Regions from separate parts of the Mus musculus genome. Here regions 1 and 2 are each linked to region 3. Evidence: chromatin contacts called from public HiChIP or PLAC-seq and promoter capture Hi-C data. All regions are on one chromosome and are shown on one strand. The core of a region is the stretch at or near the end of the contact, and the rest is flanking DNA. Distances in the headings are between cores, read along the strand shown. Region 1 holds the start of Clptm1l (CLPTM1-like). Region 2 holds the start of Ahrr (aryl-hydrocarbon receptor repressor). Region 3 overlaps Tppp (tubulin polymerization promoting protein).

The links. Promoter capture Hi-C pulls out the DNA fragments that hold promoters and counts their contacts. HiChIP or PLAC-seq counts read pairs in DNA pulled down with a chosen protein or histone mark.
Region 1: a promoter capture Hi-C map of liver shows a contact between it and region 3, with 1.8 times the contacts expected there. The contact joins the promoter of Clptm1l here to the enhancer-like site in region 3. A contact is called at or near these places in 2 of 39 promoter capture datasets (liver and pre-B cells), 2 of 115 datasets of contacts at active chromatin or transcription factors (bone marrow-derived macrophages and large pre-B cells) and 1 of 9 other capture datasets (adipose tissue).
Region 2: a contact with region 3 is called in an H3K27ac HiChIP or PLAC-seq map of embryonic stem cells, with 5 times the contacts expected there. The contact joins the promoter of Ahrr here to the enhancer-like site in region 3. A contact is called at or near these places in 23 of 39 promoter capture datasets (the 3T3-L1 cell line, 3T3-L1-derived adipocytes, the C10 cell line and 15 more), 1 of 15 datasets of contacts at CTCF or cohesin (large pre-B cells), 9 of 484 Hi-C or Micro-C datasets (bone marrow, brown adipocytes, cardiomyocytes and 2 more), 7 of 115 datasets of contacts at active chromatin or transcription factors (differentiating embryonic stem cells, embryonic stem cells, extraembryonic endoderm stem cells and 3 more) and 3 of 9 other capture datasets (adipose tissue, embryonic stem cells and liver).

Annotation. Positions count from the first base shown.
Region 1 is chr13:73,602,661-73,605,360 of GRCm38.p6, forward strand. It overlaps Clptm1l (CLPTM1-like), which reads left to right and starts at 1,342. Exons shown (of 17, transcript NM_146047.2): 1 at 1,342-1,739; 2 at 2,270-2,370. The coding sequence starts at 1,578.
Region 2 is chr13:74,290,888-74,293,587 of GRCm38.p6, forward strand. It overlaps Ahrr (aryl-hydrocarbon receptor repressor), which reads right to left and starts at 1,444. Exons shown (of 11, transcript NM_009644.3): 1 at 1,344-1,444.
Region 3 is chr13:74,024,492-74,027,191 of GRCm38.p6, forward strand. All of the region lies in intron 2 of Tppp (tubulin polymerization promoting protein), which reads left to right. Among named protein-coding and RNA genes, the nearest start is that of Tppp, 16 kb to the left of the region's middle. Within about 2 kb of position 1,315, at least 102 of the 459 cell types and tissues checked have an H3K27ac peak or open chromatin away from gene starts, as enhancers often do. A contact at or near this core is called in 3T3-L1-derived adipocytes, adipose tissue, brown adipocytes and 9 more, where this site is marked.

The sequences.
Region 1 (2,700 bases), core at 92-2,591, 420 kb before region 3:
GCTTCTGAAAACAGGAAATATCATTTTTTGCTTGATCTCTGCAGGCCATCGTCCTGGGCTGTCACAGCACTGGCCACTTCACTCTAGAAACTGTGTATACCCTAAACCAAGAAATATTTAAGAAGATTAAAATGAAGGCCAGAAGAACCTGATACTCTGTTATTCTTGCAGAGAGGAGCCTAGCATAACTGTCCTCTTAAGAGGCTCTACCCAGCAGCTGACTGAAACAGATACAGAGACCCACAGCTAAACATTAGACAGAGCTTGGGGAGTCTTATAGAAAAGTTGGAGCAAGAATTGAGATCTGGGGGGGACAGGAGTCCACAAGACCAACAGAGTCAACTAACCTGGGCCCTTGGGGGTCTCCCAAAGACTAAACCACCAACCAAAGAGCATACATGGACTGGACCTACACCCCACCCCAACACATATATAGCAGATGTGCAGCTTGGTCTTCATTCAAGTTCCCCAACAAATGGACCCGGGTCTGTCCCAGTGTTGCCTACCTGTGGATCCCGTTCCCCTAACTAGGCTGCCTTGTCTGGCCTCAGTGGGAGAGAATGTGGCCAGTCCTGCAGTGACTTGATGTGCCAGGGGTGGGTTGGTACCCAGTGGAGCCTCCCCTTCTCAGAGAAGGGGAGAGGGAGTAGGGAAGAGAGTAGGGGCTGGCATCAGGACGTAAAGTGAACAATTAATGGACTCCGATGGTTTATCTGAGTGGCCTACCCCCTTCTGAGATGAGAAGGGGAGAGGGGACAGGGGAGAGGATAAGAGGAGAGTAGGGGCTGACATCGGGATGTAAAGTGAATAAATAAATTTAAGAACCCAGATGGTTTTATCTGAATGAGTAATGGGAAGTCCGGGAAAAAGATCTTCTTGAGATATAACCTACCTTTGCATGTTAGCCAGGATTAAGATTTATATTACCGCAAAGGAACTTATTCTTCTGACAAAAGGGGCAAGTGACCTGTAAAAACTCTTTTTGACCTTTTCTGGCCATCTTGAACTGCATGTTATCAACACAGTAACCTCACACCCGAGAAATCGGTATTTGAGTTTCCTGAGTCTCCTCCGTGTTTTCTTAACTTTTGGACGCTCCCCTAGACTTTGAAGAGCCAGGATCAGGGTCGTCCCCGCCATCATCCTGGGGCGCCGCCGTAAGGCTGCACAGGGCCTTAAGAAGAGCAACGCAAAGAAAAAATTTCCAAGAACCGGGTGCCGCCAAGGTTGGTGGCGGACCTGGGCTCCCACAGGCATGCCGGGAGTACGGCGCAAGAGGCTGACGTCACGCGCGCGCGCCGGTCGTGCGGTCGTCGTGAGGTTGCGAGTGCGTGGCGGAGCGTCTGGCTCCCAGAGGGCCGTGCGCGTCCACTTCCGCCAGCTGCTCGGTTCCCGGAAGCGGTGGCCGGCAAATCCGGCCAATCCCCCAGCGCCGGGTGTGGGTTATCGGGAGCATGCGGGGCGGCCGGCGGCCCGCGCGAGGCGCGTTGGTTTCCCCGCGGCGGTGGCGGTGGCGCGCAGCGGCTCTCCCGTGAGCGGCGGGCGGCGGCGGCGCTCGGCCCGCAGGTTGCGGCGCCATGTGGAGCGGCCGCAGCTCTTTTACCAGCTTGGTGGTGGGCGTGTTCCTGGTGTACGTGGTGCATACCTGCTGGGTCATGTACGGTATCGTCTATACCCGTCCGTGCTCGGGTGACTCCAACTGCATCCAGCCCTATCTGGCCCTGCGGCCCAAACTGCAGGTGAGCGTCCGGGAGCCCTAAGAAGGCGCCTCCCGGCCGGGTGCTACCACCCACCCCCTACTGGCACTGGTCAGAGGGTTTCGGGCTACCAGTTTTGCCCCTTATCACTGATGTCACTGTCCAATGTTCTGGTTAGGTGGCAGTGAGAGCTGGAGTTGAGACTTCTCTGTTCTCTGCTGCTCTCTTGTTACCCCTTGGTGCTCTGCCCTACCCCGATTATAACTGAGATCCAGTTGCCCTACACGTGTTTCCTAACGGGACCCCAGTGGAAGTTAACAGGAGATCTCCAGCCATATGGGAGTCAGGCTGCTAGCTCTGCCCTCTTATCACCTGTGTCACTTCCTGCTTCTAGTGGGAATTCCGGACAGGTCAGCTCTACAGTTAGGTTCCTTGTTCACAGCAGTGTCACACAGGCCATCTTGCCCAAGCTCACCCTCTGAGAGGTAGCCCTCAGATTGCTACCCTCTCACAATAGTTACATGTTTTCTATCAGGACCTTTTGGCTATTCATTCTTGCTCACTCTTTCCAGCTGAGTGTTTACACCACCACACGGTCCAGCCTTGGTGCAGAGAACAATGTGGACCTGATCTTGAACGTGGAAGACTTTGATGTGGATTCCAAATTTGAAAGGTGTGGATGTGGGACAGATTGCCAGAGATGGGTTCCAGGATGTCATGGATAGCATTGTATGTAGAGTGAGGACATCCTATAGAAGCACTCCTGTCTAGGGTCTGTGTAAACAGTCAAGCTGAAAGTAACAGGTGTTTGTCACTTAGCAAGTAGCTTTTACTGCAATCTAAGGGCAGCGTGGTTTACTACAGCCCATGTAGTCTCCCAAGGAATGATACATTGGCCTACCTAGTAAGAGTAGTTAGTTCACTTGTTACTTACAAGTAAGTGACCTTTGGCATTAGAATATAAATCTCAATGCTCAGCTATATACAGTAACTTTTGGGAATT
Region 2 (2,700 bases), core at 194-2,693, 270 kb after region 3:
GTCTTGCATCCATGATAACCCTGAGGCCATGTTGGGTTACTGGGAACACAAGGTAGAAAGAATATACTAGTTCTGAACACAAATACTGCCAGTTCTGCACAGACACAGTCAAATGGTCTATTACAATATCATCAGATGGTTGGCAATAGACACCTCACAGGGCTGCTGGATTAGCTCAGTAGGTATCCTAGTCTGGAATAATCAGCACTTGGCCATGCCCCTGCTCATGAAAAAAGACAGCCACTGCTCACTGCGTCAGGGTCTCATACCAAGGCAGGCCACTCCCCATGATGGGCAAAAGTGAACCAGACTCTGAGGCCTAGAGTGTCTCCTACTATGAGTTCCTTGATCAGGCTAGGAGAAGTTAAATTACACTGTACAGTACCCCCAAGCTCTGGGGTATCACCCAAGGTGTACACATAAGCTTCTCCTAGAGTTGAGCCTCTAAGTTTAGCTGGATACAGTCCTGAGGAGCCAAGTTACACCTCGCACCCCGGACAAGGGTAGCCAAAGTGAGAAAGATCTCATGAATCCAAACCGTAGAAACAGCTGCAAAAAATAGACCTTTTGGAGGGTGGGGGGACCCTTGTACTAGAACTGTGCAAAGCCTGAACCTCCTTCCAGGAGAAGCCCCGGGAGGGGAACGAGAGTTGTCCCCAATAGAGAGAGCTCTCCAACTGGGACTGGGGAAGCAACACAAGGCCGAGGACTCCAGGGTTTGTACCACTAAGATTTTCAGCAACACCAGGGTCCTGTCTCTTTCTGAAAGAAGCCATACACCGTAATTTTCTGCTTCTCAAAATTGGAGAAGGCAAATATTTCTGGTGCCACTAATTGGACAATTCCCGGAATGGTGGAAGTCCCTCCAAAGCGTGAATCCCTTGTTACTGCCCTCTGATCTCCATGAAAGGGCTTGCTACTGCGCCACTTTCGCTGGCTGTGCCCGTGGTGCTCCAGTCCCAGGGATAGCTAAGGCGGCCTGTGAGGAGCCCCCTTGCCATCATCTGCAAAAAACTTCTAAAAGACATTAGGTCCAAGGCAAAAGGACTCTCCAATGCGGGACAGGTATTCCCTGGCTCATTTTCGGGAGTGAAGGAGTTTGGGGACAGGATACCCAAGTCAAGAGAAAACTGACTCCTCAAAACTGAAGAACCTGACTGGCTTCCCTCAAAGGTCTGATGCCAAGAGAGAAGCCCCTGGAGTGCCCATCACTTTCAGCAATTCTGGACCCTCCAGATGCAAAAATGTGTAGCAGAAGGGGCCCCAGACCAAGCTGGACAATCTCAGAGTGGCTACAGCAGAGGCAAAGACCAGAGAGCCCCGTGAAGTCCAAGAGTACTTACCCGGGGCAGGCGGGGCGCAGAAGATCGGGCGCGCCCGCTGAGGGAGCCGCGGAGGCCAGGAGCTGTCAGCTCTCTCATCTCTGGGACCTGGCCTCAGACTAGAGAAGGAAAGCCCCACCCCAGCACGCGAGCCGCCCCGCCCGAAGCGGCAGACGCAAGGGAAAAGCGGCAGAGGGCGCACGCACATCCTTGTCCCTGCCTGCCACGCGCCCTTTCAATATTTAGGGTCCCCGGGTCTGAGTGCCTGGATAGGGTGTCACCGCTTGCTCTTCGGGTACCCGTGATCTTTGTGCCTAAATATGTTTTTACCCGGGCCTTTGGAGATCCCAGAGCAAGCCTCCAGTTTGTGCACCAAATCCCACCTGGTCCTAAGAAAATCCAGGGAGTCCTTCCTTTTGCGGAGCTGTGGGTTGGGGCCCCTTGGCCCCTGGGGCCAGAGAATGAGATCAGAATAGGTAACCAAGACTTAGCGTGTTCCTCCTTTCTTGCGCTATAGAGTTGTTTGGAAAATAAAAAAGATTAAAGATACAGTATGTTTATACTTTGCAAAGCATAAAGTATTAGTTTGCTACTTTCTGACACAGAATTTACCAAGAATGAGAAATATTAGGTACATTGGGGTCTTTCAGGGGACATTCTCGTCTAAGCTTTTCAGGACACCACATGGTGGATAGGCTCAGCCCTAAACATACCTATTCGGCTGTCCCGCCTGGCCTAGGCATCGTGACTCTTACTAACAAGCACAAGGTTCAGAGACTCCTGGAATCTCTGAAGTTCTTCGTGTGGGCAGTCTGCTCTCCATGTCCCACCCCTCATCCAGTCCCTCCCACCTTCCACCTAGGCACCCAGTCCTGATTTTGACCCTGCCCACGTTTCAGGCTCTTGGGAAGCACCCGAGTATCACACTGTCCATTGGCTAGGGTTCCTCCAAAGTACCCTTGCTTGCTTCTGCTCCTTAGATTTGAACTGGCTGTTTGTTCTGAAGGCATTCTCTTCCCTACAAGGGAACAAGGGACCAGCCCTGGGATCTCAGAAGTAAAAGGTACTTTGCCTCTTCTGTGCACAGCTCTGAACGTGAACAACTAGTTCGCGAGTTTTGTCAGAGAATCTGGAAACATAAGGGCAGTTCTGTTCTCTATTTTGTAAACAACTCTGCGTGGCAGACAACAGAGGCTCAGCAATAATGGTTGGATAAATGTATTTATATTGGGTTTTTGTATCAGACAACGTGCACCTACACTACCATGTTTTTTGTTTATTTTTGGTTTTGTTTGTTTGCTTGCTTGTTTGTTTCTAGATAGAGTTTCTCAGTGTAACTCTGGCTTTCCTAGAACTCAGAGATCCACCTGCCTGTCTC
Region 3 (2,700 bases), core at 65-2,564:
ATGAATGAATCATGCGAAGCGAATGCTTGTTCCCAGAATGCAGAACTTCAGATGCTCAGACATTTCATTCCTGACTCCAGGACATGGTCATTGTTCACTGTAAACTCTGGGCTGCCTGAGAACTTTGGACTGTCCCTGTCTTGTAAGTCAAGGTCCTGGAGAGCAAGTATATGCAGCCCAAGCCTAGAGAAGGCTCAAGGCTCTGACAGTCTAGGCAGACAGACAATCAGTGCTAGGCTTGCTGACACTGTGGGGCTGATGTCTAGCTGGGCGGCTGGGGTCAGGTGAGGATTCTGTACGTAGAGACCCAGAAACTCCTTTCGCCTACACACCTAGACCCTTGAGACCCTAGAGGCTGCCATCCCCCCATCTCTGTCTTTGAACTCTCATTCCTGCTGAGTCTGGGCTCCATTGGGTTCCTTATGAATGATGTTCCTCTTGGAACTCTTCTGTTCTGGAGGAGGAGCCTCACTCCAGAGGCATTTGTGAACAGAGGATTCAGAGTCCTGTTGTCCTCTAGTGTAGAGGGACAGTATTCTGAGTACCAGGGTGGTGAGGGAATGCTAAAAAGGATCAGCAGAAAGGGCTGGGGAACTCTGGGATTGATATTTCCGGGAAAAATGGGGCTGTAGTGGTGCTAGTTGTACTATGAGGTCTGGGCATTTGTGATCCCATGAGGGGCAGCAATTGCCTCCTATAGGAGTTTGGAGCCTGGGAGGAAATTGCTTAGGTATCTCCAGGAAGTTGCTGACTCTGACAGGACTTGAGAGGGGAAAAAAAAAAGTTCAACTATTTCTGTTTTGGGGCAGGTTGCCATGGCTCTGCAGGCGTGGCGCCAGCTGGGGTATCTGCAGCCTTTGTTTAGGTCCCTGTCACTATGGCAACGCTTGTTTGTTTTGATGTTACTATGTGTTAAATTTTAAACAAATTTCTTGAAGCTCTATACCAAGTTTTATTGTAGACTACTGTTAACCTAGCAAAAGGCTCCATCCTGCAAAAGGCTCAGCATGGCCAGTCTCCACACAGTTAATGGAGACCTGGCATTGAAGCAAGGCCAGCTTGGTGCAGCTTGGGGAACACCTGCCAGCCCTAGGCATTGTATCTATCTGTGACTGTCTGCAGGGGATCTTTGTTCCTGAGTGTCTGTGTGTGTACCCTTGATTGCTTGTGGAAGAAGAGATACAGAGGCCTTGGGGTTGGGCTGGGCTTACCTACTGCCTCCTTATTTTAACCACCATACTACCAGGTAAGGAGGCCCTAGACCTTTGGCCTTCCTGGGCCTGGACTGGGTGCTGGGTAACCTCCAGAGTAAACACACAGATTCCTGCCAACACTGTGCAGAGTCAGAAAGTAACTTGGCTGGGGTGTCAGGGCCGGGTGTCCATTATGTCTGAATACAGGTCAGAAGGAAGCCAGGCCAGTCCCTACATGTAAGAAAGCAGGGTCTAGATCTGTCTAGACTGGGGATTTGTCAGCCACTGCTCAGTCTATGAGCTGTTTAGTGTTCCTTACATGCCACAGCTAGTTATAAAGGCCTGATGGGATGTTTCAGATGTCTGTATGCTGCCAAGGAGGCTCAGTAGAGAAGCCGCCTGGGCTAAGTAATCCATTACTCCTAGGAACAGGCCTCAGGTCTGGAGTCCTGGCCAGAGTTTTGGGTACCTGTGGTGAGGATGTGTTTCTGTGTGTACTACTTGTACAAATATCTCAGAGAATCCAGATGCCAAGGATCCTGGACATGTGAGGACCTTTGGAGGCAGCCTCTGTTCCTGGCTGTGGTGCCCACTCAGTTCCACTCATCTGTGGCACACATGTCACTGGAGCTCCTCCATCAGGCTCTGCTTCCTGGATCTCAGACAAGGCTAACAGTCCCATGCTCCAGGGAAGAGTGCCTGACCCTGCAGGCTTTGAGTGGAGCAAGATCCAGCATGCCTCTTACTCTTCAGGCGCCCCAGTACCTGAAGCCTTGCTGCTATTCTTACTTCTGCATGGCCCTCTAGTGGCTGTATATGGCAGTATAGTGACTCCTCAGTCGCCTGCTGGGAAACTTAGGGTTTTGACCTCTGTTGGGGGAAAGGCAGGACATGTGGAACTTTTTTTGCCTGATAGTCACTGAGCTAGTTGCCTCCGTGACTTTCTGCATAAGGCTTCGTATGTTCTGCTGAGTCTGCAGTGATAGGCCGTTTGGGTGAGAAGCATATTCTGTTCCTTAGCTCTTCCATCTTGCTTGGGAAGCTGGCTGGCCAGTGCACGAAGGACATGTAAGAGAATGATCTTCCCCAAACATCTATAACTTGTCTGAGCAACCAGAGGCATATCCATCCTCATGGCTTACCCCTACTTAATCCAGGTCAGAACCATGAGGAGGTAGGGGTGGGCAGATGTGCTCACTTTGGGTCACCGGGTGAATGTTTATCCCACAGCCTCAGGTCCCTTGGAAGAAAACAAAACGACAAGTAGAAAGGGGCTTTAAGGATTTGTTCTCAACAGAGGGAAGTAGCAATGCTGCAGGTCACAGATGCCTCCTCTAGGCAAGCTGGTGACTGCCAGTAAAGAGACATAATGTGGAATGTACCCAGAGTAGGGTCATAGTTTACTGAGGTTAGCAGAGTAGGGTTGCTGCTTGGCCTCTGATTTCCTGAGATGGGCAGTCCTTGTGGCTAACTGGCATCCAGGCCCTTCTAGGCAGAGAGCACATCA